2 separate regions of the Mus musculus genome follow, and region 2 is linked to region 1. The links are chromatin contacts, called in public Micro-C maps. All regions are on one chromosome and are shown on one strand. Each heading gives the region's core, a stretch centred on a gene start, on an enhancer-like site or on the middle of the called end of the contact. The rest is flanking DNA. Distances are from core to core; before and after follow the strand shown.

Evidence for each region. A called contact is a pair of places that touch in the nucleus more often than the background predicts.
Region 2: a contact with region 1 is called in a Micro-C map of embryonic stem cells. The contact joins the promoter of Igsf23 here to the promoter of Bcam in region 1. A contact is called at or near these places in 1 of 39 promoter capture datasets (stem cell-derived epiblast-like cells), 4 of 484 Hi-C or Micro-C datasets (B cells, CD8 T cells and embryonic stem cells), 1 of 115 datasets of contacts at active chromatin or transcription factors (microglia) and 4 of 9 other capture datasets (adipose tissue, embryonic stem cells, liver and 1 more).

What each region holds. Positions count from the first base shown.
Region 1 is chr7:19,767,496-19,772,775 of GRCm38.p6, reverse strand. It overlaps Bcam (basal cell adhesion molecule), which reads left to right and starts at 2,244. Exons shown (of 15, transcript NM_020486.2): 1 at 2,244-2,369; 2 at 4,203-4,324. The coding sequence starts at 2,306.
Region 2 is chr7:19,948,168-19,953,123 of GRCm38.p6, reverse strand. It overlaps Igsf23 (immunoglobulin superfamily, member 23), which reads left to right and starts at 2,381. Exons shown (of 5, transcript NM_027308.2): 1 at 2,381-2,679. The coding sequence starts at 2,616.

The DNA of each region.
Region 1 (5,280 bases), core at 995-3,494:
CTCACAGAAGCCATCAATTTTGAGAAGGAATCAAATCCCCTGGAAATGGAGTTATAGGCTGTTATGAGTCACCCGATGGGACATGGGTACTGGGATCTGAACTTGGGTACTCTGCAAGAGCCTTAAGTGCTCTGAACAGCTGAGCCGTCTCTCCAGCCATTTTTGTTTTGTTTTGTTTTGTTTTTGTTTTTGAGAGAGGACCTCATGGAGCACAGGTTATTCTCTAACTCTTTCTATTTGGTTGAGTTTTTGGTTCATTTGTTTTGATTTTTTAGAGGTAGTACCTCACTGTGTAGACTTGGCTGTCCTGGAACTTGCTCTGTAGACCAGGCTGGTCTTAAGCACTGAGATCCACCTGCCTCTGCCTCCTGAGAGATAGGATTAAAGGAGCCCACGACCACACCCAGGTGTCCTAAAACTCAACAACAGCCAAAGATGATTGATTGAACTAATGATCCTCCTGCCTCCACCTCGCCAGAGCTGGGATAGCCAGTATGTACTGTGATGGCTGCTTAGAGAGAGGCTGGGTTCTGATCTCCCAAACTCCTCTTGAGTGTCAGGTGCCCCTTCATCTCCTCTTCATGAAGTCCTCCTTCAACCCTCTTCTGTCTGTTGAACACCTCCCTGCAAATCTCTGGACCCCCGTGTCAGTTTGCTCACCCTGGGATACATTTGTCTACTCTGGAGTGGACCACTGTACCTGGGTAGCTATGGGTGGCATTTTCGTGTGAGCCTCTGAGCCTTTGAGTATACATCTGGCAACCCTTTCTTGCCTGCTGTGGGGTGGGATTGAGATGTGGGACAGCCTGGACTTTTACGGTGGCTGGGAGTCACACAGAGGAGATAGATGTATCTCTGGGCGTGTAGAGCTGACAAGGGGGTCCAGAGATTTGCAGGGACTTATGTGACAGGAGAAGGTTGAAGAAAGACTTCCTGGAGAGGGGATGAAGGAGCCCCACGCAAAGGTCACTTTTCCTGGTTTCACAATTGCTTCCTGTGACAGGGAATGCTAAAACAGCTTTGAGAGCCCTGCCAAAACCTACAACATAAGCCTTTCCACTAGGACTGATGGGTAAAACCTTGGCTCACAGGGCAGCTCAACGCTGGTCACCCTCAGACTGGCCAGAGACTGGAGGGGGAGGACCCTCTCTCAGCATGACCCACAATTATACCACCCCCCATCCATAGCAGTATCCCAGGCTAGTTTCTACCCTCTGAACAGAGGCAGAACCCTCCTTCTCCAGCCCCCATCCAGCATTCTTGGGATTTTGTTCCACACTGCCTCGGCGTGTGAGGATCCTGGAGTAGACTGATCTGTGACCCCTTACTTTGACCTGTGACCCTCTCTTCCATCCCGCGGTCCTAGCAGCCTGCTCTTTCCCTCAGCCACTCACCTGCCGACGCGCCAGCCCACTTCTCCTCCCCTCCCCCCAAGGTGGGGAAGGAATGGCGGGCAGAGAAGGAAGGCGGAAGGGGGGTGACATTCCTTGGATTCCCTGGATGGGGGGAAGTGAAGGAGTCAAGGAGAGCAGAGCAGAGCAGAGGGAGGGGCACCCCATCCCCACCTCATCACCAAAGAGGCCGACCAGGACTGGGAATTGAAAACCCATTAGAGAAAAGATTGACCTGACCAGTTCCAGGCCACTGCTCAGTCAGAGGAGGGGCGCTTCCCAGCAAGGTGGCTGCCTCTAAGGGGAGGGCATCCTAGGGCACTCAGGGAAGAGCCGGTCATGCAGGAGAGACTACAAAGAGAGACCAGCACAGGCAACTAATCACATCAGGGACCGCTGGTCAAAACCGACAGTTCACAAACCAGGGCGATGGCTCACCCTTGTAATCCCAGTACTTGGGAAACTGAGGCAGAAGGCCAGCCTGAGCTACAGTGGGCCACCGACTCCAAAAAGAAAATAAACTAGGAAAAAGATTCACCTGCAGTCGAGGGCCACATGCCACCTTGGGCATGCGTGTCAAGACCCCGCAGGTGGCCAGGAAGGAAGGGAACGAGTATCTGCGCGCTTTCCCTTAGATTCCAGCTCGAGGCTTGACTGGAGGGTCGGTCCCCACGGCTGAGGAGGAGAGCCGCAGGCGTGGGTTGGATGGAGCAGCGCGCGGCGGTGCTAGCGGGTCCCCGCGCGCGCGAGGGTGGGAGGTCCTCTCAGGGCAGTGGGAGGTCTTGGCCCTGCGCCCAGCTTGGGGATGGGGTGGGCGTGGTCAGGGGCGTGGTCAGGGGCCTGGCCTCCGCTGCCAGCTTCAGGGCGGCGGAGAGCCTCGCCCGGGCTCAGTCACTGCCGCCACTGCAGGGAACATGGAACCCCCTGACGCCCGCGCAGGGCTGCTGTGGCTCACCTTCCTGCTGTCGGGCTACTCAGGTATGACTTGGGGCTGAGGGCAGAGCTGAAACTTGAGGTTGGGGCTTGTGGGGCAGGCCCCTGGAGTCCCCGAGAAGACAAGGGGAACAAGCTTCCATTTCCCCAGGGATCACAATCTAGGGATTCCCCAGTAGGGAGGAAGGCGGGAGGCCTTGGGGTGCACCCGATCTGAGAGCTAAGGATACCCTAGCTCTGGAGCAAACACATCTGAGACAGCTGTCCCTCCCCAGCTCTTTGGGAATCCTGGAGTCTAAGCCCTGCGACCCCTAATAACCTTGAGTACCTGGAATCTGGGATCTGTAGCCCCTAGTCCCTTAGACTGGAGTCCAGCCCCTCCCCTCCCCCATAGTCAAAATAGGTTCTGCTAAGATACTGAAGATTAGCATCCCGGAGCTGTTCTCTAAGTGATTAAGCTCAGAGTTTCCTCAGAGAAACGGGGGACCCTGCGGTTAAAGCACTTTCTAGAATGTTAGGGTTTCCCCAAAATTCAGAGTTTAGGCTGCCTCTAAAGGACCCGCCTCTCTCTGAAAGGGCCGGAAGAACCGAGCCTGACAGAGAAGGTGGAACAGTGTTTTCCGACTGACAGGGCCCCTTTCCTGAGGGCCCCGATAAATCCACACACCTGCATGTGGTGAAGTGGGGAGGAGAAACAGGGGCGGGGGGACACTGGGGACAGGGTGAAGAGAGATCAGGGAAGACAGGATATCTGGCTGCTTGGCTGCTCACAACCAGTCCAGAGCACCAGCTTGGCCCCCAACCAGCTCCCCTGGGACAGGCTGGGCCCAGAGGTGGGTGCCTGAGAACCAAGGCTCCTGGCACAAACGTGATATAGAGTGGGAACCCAGGAGTAGTCTGTGCCAGGTTAGGCGGGAAAGGAATGATGCCAGCCCAGAGGGTAGATTCTCAGCAAGAACCGTGCTACCTGCCAGACCCTGACAGGAATCCAAGACCCAAGTTCTCAGGTCCCTAGGACTCAGAGATCCGTGTTTCCCACATGCAGCCTGCTATACCTCGGGCAGCTAGTTGTCTAAACTTCCAGTCCTTTCTCCCTCAGGACCCAGCCTCACCTCTGCCCAGGTGACTCACCTCACCCTTTTCAAGCTTCTCTGGTAAAGAGATGGGGGGGGGGTGTTGTCAAGGGGCGGGTAGGGGGCTCTGGCGCCAAGCTGGGCAGGTCTCAGCCAGCCTGACCCTCCCACATTCCTGAAACCTGCCCAGCCCTGTCCCCCCTTGCCACTCCCACACACCCATCCAGCTTCTGGCCCAGCTGCAGCCCACACCCTGGCCCCCCACACATGAGAGAGCAGAGGGCCCCCGGGAGCTACTGGAGAAGATAGGATGGAGCCATGAGATAGGATGGGACTAAGATGGAGAAAGACCTGTTATTTAGCCCCAGGCTAAGTCTTGTCCTGTTTGCTGGAGGCCAAGAGGAGAGCCAGGCCTGGCCTTTCCTTGAGGGGACATTTGCTATAACTGGTGAAGAAGCCAGACTTTAGCTTCAAGTGCTGGAGAAGGCTTTACTTTAAGCCTTACAAGTCTGAGAGGCCGAGCCAGTGGCATGGGACTTTAATCAGGAAGGAGGCAGAAGCAGCTGTAGATCTCTGTGAGTTCAAGGCTAACCTGGTTCACATAGCTAGCAGGATTCCAGGCAGTAAAGGCTACACGGTAAAACCCTATTTCTAAAAAGAAGAGTTAGAGAAATACTGACAGGACCCAGGCTCAGAGATGACCAAGGAGAGAGAGAGGATCTGTGTCCGAGGGAGGAGGCGGGGGCCTGGAGGGCTCTCCTTGTTGATAGCATTGGGTGGAATTCGATGCTGCACTGCTCTGCAGGTGCCCAGGCTGAGCTGCACGTGTCCGTGCCCCCACGGGTGGAGGTGATGCGAGGCGAGCAAGTCGCCCTGGACTGCACTCCACGGGAGCACCCTGAGCATTACGTGCTGGAATGGTTCCTCGTGAGTGCTCTGCGCTGGGAGCTAGGGAGGAGGAGGGAGGAGGGAGGACCCGGTGGCCTGGTCACCTTGGCAGCCATTAGCTCTGCCTACACTGGTCGTCTGCTCAGAAGACCCTTACACAGAGCTATCAGAAGCTGCCTTTCCACTTCACAGATGAGGAGGTTGGTGAGGAGGAAGGCTTTGGCCTCATGTCTGTGCAGGACGGGCGTGGGGAAGCGGTTCCCCTGTGGAACAGTGCTGGAGTGAGGGCCTCCAGAGACGAGAGGGAAGGAGAGGAAGTGAGAGATGATGGGGCAAGGAGAGTGAGACACAGGAGACATGGGACAATGAGGGACACAGAGGAAGGAGCTAGGAGTCAACATAATAGCACTTGGTTCTTGTTTGTTTGTTTGTTTGTTTGTTTTTTTGAGACAGGATTTCTCTGTGTAGCCCTGGCTGTCCTGGAACTCACTCTGTCAACCAGACTGGCCTCAAACTCAGAAATCCGCCTGCATCCCAAGTGCTGGGATTAAAAGTGTGTGCCACCACGCCCGACTATAGCACTTGGTTCTTTTCCTGAGGACCTGAGCTCAATCCTCAACACTCCTAGGCTCACTGTTGCTTGTAACTCTAGCTCTAGGGGATTTGATGCCCTCTTCCAGCCCCTAGGGATATCCACACTCATGTGTATGTACACACAGAAACAAATGTATACATATAAAAACCACAAAAAATCAATATATTTAAAAAAAAACAGTTTTAAAGAAGGATGATGCTGGAGAGATGACTCAGTGGTTAAGAGCACTGACTGCTCTTCCAAAGGTCCTGAGTTCAATTCCCAGCAACCACATTGTGGCTCACAACCATCTGTAATGAAACCCGGTGCTCTCTTCTGTTGTGTCGGAAGAGAGCGACAGTGTACTCACATACATAAAATAAAAATCTTAAGAGAGAGAGAGAGAGAGGGAGAGAGAGGG
Region 2 (4,956 bases), core at 1,132-3,631, 180 kb before region 1:
AACAGTTCATATTTAAATTGATGGATCCGAAGCGAAGCTTATGGTTGTGGAATTTCTTAAGATTAACAAACCTCTTAACACAGAACATAACGGGGTATGTGGCCAATATGACCCTGCTCTGAGTCAAGTTATTTTTCTGTGTCACTGACAGGCAGGCATATCACAGGGATAGTATGGGATAGCTGGCAGGCATGGAACAAAATGGCTGCAGCTATGCTGAAGGGGGCAGACCTCAACAGTCCTAGCTTGTGTCAAGTTGATTAAACAAAACCAATCAGCTCAAACAACTACAGAGAAATCACTGAGCCTGCCGCGTAGTAAATGACAATAAATAACCGAGTCATCCGATAATGGTTATTATTAGAGTCCTGAGTGACCTTTGCCCCCGGGGCGGACCTGTGTCTGGGAGAGAAAGCATGAGCTTGTGAGTCACGGGGATTTGAGTTAAAATCCTGGCACTCCTATCTGACGCAATCAATTCTTCATTCTCTTATTCACTAACAAGCAGTCCAGAATCCATTATTCCAGACATGGAGGCAGATGGTCAGGCATTCAAGGCCAGCCTTGGCTGTATATGAGAAGTTGAGGCCAGCTTAGGCCACATGAGAGCCTGTTCAAAAACAATAATATAGGCCCACTGTGGTGGCGAAGGCCTTTAATCCCAGCACTGGGGAAGAAGAAGCAGGTGGGTCTCTGTGAGTTTGAGGCCAGCCTGGTCTACATAGCAAATTCCAGACAAGCCAGGGCTACATGGTAATACCCCATGTCTTAGTTAGGATTTCTACTGCTGTGACAAAACACCGTGACCAAAAGCCATTTGAGTGGGCAAGGCTTTGTTTTGGCTTACAATTCTCAGGTCCTTCAGTGAGGTAAGTCAGGGCAAGAACTCAAGGCAGGACCCTGGAGGAAGAAACTGAAGCAGGAGCCATGGAGGAAAACTACTCCCTAACTTGCCCCTCACAGCTGGCCCCTCACAGCTGGCCTCTCACAGCTGGCCCCTCACAGTTTGCCCCTCACAGTTTGCCCCTCACAGCTTGCCCCTCACAGCTGGCCCCTCACAGCTGGCCCCTCACAGCTGGCCCCTCACAGTTTGCCCCTCACAGCTTGCCCCTCACAGCTGGCTCCTCACAGCTGGCCCCTCACAGCTGGCCCCTCACAGTTTGCCCCTCACAGTTGGTCCCTCACAGCTTGCTCAGCCTGGTTTCTTATATACTCCAGGAAGACCTGCCTGGGGGTGGCACCTGCCAGGTGGAATGGGTCCTCCTATATCAGCCATGAATCAAGAAAATTCCAGGCCAGGTTGTGGTGGTACACACCTGTAGTCCCAGCAAGGGAGGCAGAGGCAGGCAGGCCAGCCAGCCTGATTTACAGCAAGGGTTCCATGATAGCCAGGGCTACACAGAGAAACCCTGTCTCAAAGAAAAAAAAAGAAGGAAGGAAGAGAGAGAGAGAGAGCACAAATGCCCTATAGATATTCTCACAGGCCAATCTAATGGAGGCAAGTCCCCAACTGAGATGTTTTGTTTTGTTTTGTTTTGTTTTGTTTTGTTTTGTTTTGTTTTGTTTTGTTTTGTTTTGTTTTGTTTTGTTTTGTTTTGTTTTCGAGACAGGGTTTCTCTGTGTAGCCCTGGCTGTCCTGGAACTCACTCTGTAGACCAGGCTGGCCTCGAACTCAGAAATGCCCCTGCCCCTGCCCCTGCCCCTGCCCCTGCCCCTGCCCCTGCCCCTGCCCCTGCCCCTGCCCCTGCCCCTGCCCCTGCCCCTGCCCCTGCCCCTGCCCCTGCCCCTGCCCGTGCTGGGATTAAAGACATGCTCCACCACACCCGGCTAAAGAGTTATTTATTTTATTTATATGAGTACACTGTAGCTGTCTTCATACACACCAGGAGAAGGCATCAAATCCCATTACAGATGGTTGTGAGCCACCATGTGGTTGCTGGGATTTGAACTCAAGACCTCTGGAAGAGCAGTCAGTGCTCTTAACCGCTGAGCCATCTCTCCAGCCTACCCAACTGAGATTCTTTATTCCCAAATATGTCTAGGTTTACGTCAAGTTGACAAATAATAAGCACACTCTGACTTAAACACACACACACCACTAACGACAATACCAAACAAAAAAAATAGCTCAATTTTAGCAGCCACTGCCATTCACCTAACCAAGTGCCTGGAATGTTCTGGCCCTTGGGCCATGTCTCTCTGATTGTGGCACACTGTCATTTTCCAGAGAGGGGCTGGGCTCAGAGCTGGCTGATAGAGAACCTGGCAGTGTAGCCAAGGGGAGGGCTCCAGCTGCCTCCTATCGAGTTGACCTTTGACCTCAGTCCCGTCTGACGCGGGCAAGGGGAAGGCTATGTATAGTGCCACATCCTTCTTCCTCAGCATTCAGTCTGCGCCGGTTATAGAGGACGGGGGACCCTAGAATTCTCTATGCTAAAGCGTAGGTTAGCCCACTCCCCTCCCACCACTAATAGGGGTGCTGGAGGAAGAGGCTGAGGCGGGACTCCTAGCAGGAGGTGGAGCAAGGGCAGAGACCCTGTCTGCGGAGGAGTGGGGCTGGGTCCTCGAGGTTCTTCTACCAGAATTCCCTGAGAGGTCCAAGGGCAGAGGACGACATGAACTGTCTTCGGGACTCAGGCCGTGGCCTCATTCCTGCCTGGGAGACGCTTCTACTAACAGGTTCGTGAGAGAGCGAACATGGCTTCACCTCGGGCTGGGGACAAAGAAGGGACACCCTCAGAGAGCCCACATAGATCGCAGCACAGAACTCCTGGTTATGAAACCGGAGCGCTCCAAATTCGCCAGCAATCTTTTTGTTGTGGAGCGGGATCCTTTTTAGTCTTGCTAGGTAGGCCCACTCCGCGGCATAGCTCAGAAGTTCCTGCAATCCTCCTGCTTCAGCTCTGCCCCTCCCCCCACCGCTGAGGGCACAGGTGTGTGCCTACACTGCCCGGCTCTTTACCTCAGTCACATCCTGCCTGCCTCAGGGGAGGTGCTAGTTCTTTTTACAAAGAAGAATTAGAAGATCAGAGAGGGACCTTCCCCTGCTAATCACCCAGGACTGGCAAAGATCAGAGTTAGAATTCCAGAGCCCTGTCCCTTTCTGCCAGAGCAGCACGGCCCTAATAAAATTATCACAGCCCAGCATTATCTCAGAGCCGGGAAGACTAAGACGGGAGGATTGCTGTGAATTCGAGGCCAACCTATGCTACTCAGTGAAGGCCACACTAGTCAGGACTACATAGCAAGACCTTGTCTCAAACAAACTAACAATACGAACATTCATATACCAGGTCCTGAGGCCGGTCTCAGTTGGTCCAGTGCGCACCTAGCTTAGGAGGCCCTGGCTTCCAGATAAACCATGTGTGCTGATATACACAGGAGTCCCAGCATTAGGGAGGAAGCAGGAGGATGAGGAGTTCAAGTCAAACCCGGTTATATTGTGAGCTTAAGGCTAGCCTGGGCTACATGAGAGCTTGTCTCAAAAAGAAAAAACATGGGAATTTAGGGGTATTTGAGTGAGATAGCTCAACAGACATGAAAGACAAACTCCTACGCTCCATGAGGAAGTCAGCACCACCATTGTAACTGCACCCGCCACCAAGGTAGTGTTAGCATCTTGGGACAGAATTGCATCCAGTGCTTGCTAGGAAGTTCGAGGCAGTGCTAGCCAATGCATCATCGGAAGTCAAGGGGGGAAAGTGGTGTGTGGTTCATGGGACAAGGCTTCCTGGGAACTCGCGTGGTTGGGTTCGGCTGCAGTTCCACACTGGACAAGCCTGGGTACCCGCTAAGAAAGGGAAAGCCATTGCCCTCTCATTGCCCTCTTCCTGCTTCCTGCCTGCACATTTCCACCCCCAAACCTGGAGGACAACATGCTGTGCCCTGAGTGTGTTCTTAAGAACAAGGTTTTAACTGAGAGCGAGAGCCTCGGCGGATAAAGGGCAGATCTCTCAAGTTTGAGCTAGCTGCTGGCGTCACTCATTCTCGTGGTGTGATCAGCAGAGCTGCCTGCGGCTGACGCTGAGACCGATGGAAATGCACATATCTGCCTTTGAAGGTGCCTTTCTCACCCGGAACTTAAGGGATAGCGTAAGTCAGTTGATGCTTAAGTCCAAGCAGTTTGGAAAAAGCCAGTGAGGCCACCTCTGCTCGTTGGGATACCTGAACACTGAGAGTGACCTCTTACTCTCGTGTGAAGATTAAAAAAGTATCCTATGTGTTTTACTGCAAGTAGGCCCTGGGGCAGGAGGATGACATCTCCAGATAACAATGGTTGCTAGTCCTGTCACCAGCACAACGGGGGTCATAGCCAGTTCAGCGGTCAACCGTAAAGACCTAGCTTATACTGTAGCCTCTGTATGCACATCCTCTTCCCTGGGTTGTAGTGTGTTGCTAGTGTTTAGTACTCAGGTTTGGTTTCTGCTGTTGTAAAATATTACACACACACACACACACACACAAAGAACACAAAGGTCCAGTACTATCCATCCTAAAGCCACCTGAGGTGGGTGTGGAGGTGCCCACCTGTAATCCCAGCACAGGGCAGGCAAAGGCAGGGGGCCCACAGAAATCTGGAGGCCAGCCTGGTCTAGATGGCAGGTTCTAGGCCAGCCAGGGCTACACAGTAAGACTTTGTCTCCAAAACCAGCAAAACATAAATAAAGCCCCAAACTCCATCAGTTTAAGGCTTTCCTGGTCCCCAGGTTGGGGCTTGCATTGCGAAGGGGATGGAGACCCTCTGACATCTCTCCTATTCTCTCTGGGTGTGCTTCATCCCCCACAGAGATGCTCTCTGGGCATGAACAGAGAAAGGGGAGGAGAGAGAAACGGGCCCGGAGCGCTTGCACCTGACTGCTGTAGTTATGGGGGAGAGAGAGAGAGCATACGTGCTTGTGGATCTTTCTGGCTGGGGCCTAGTTAGAACCCTTCTGGATGTGCAGCCTCACCTCCCAC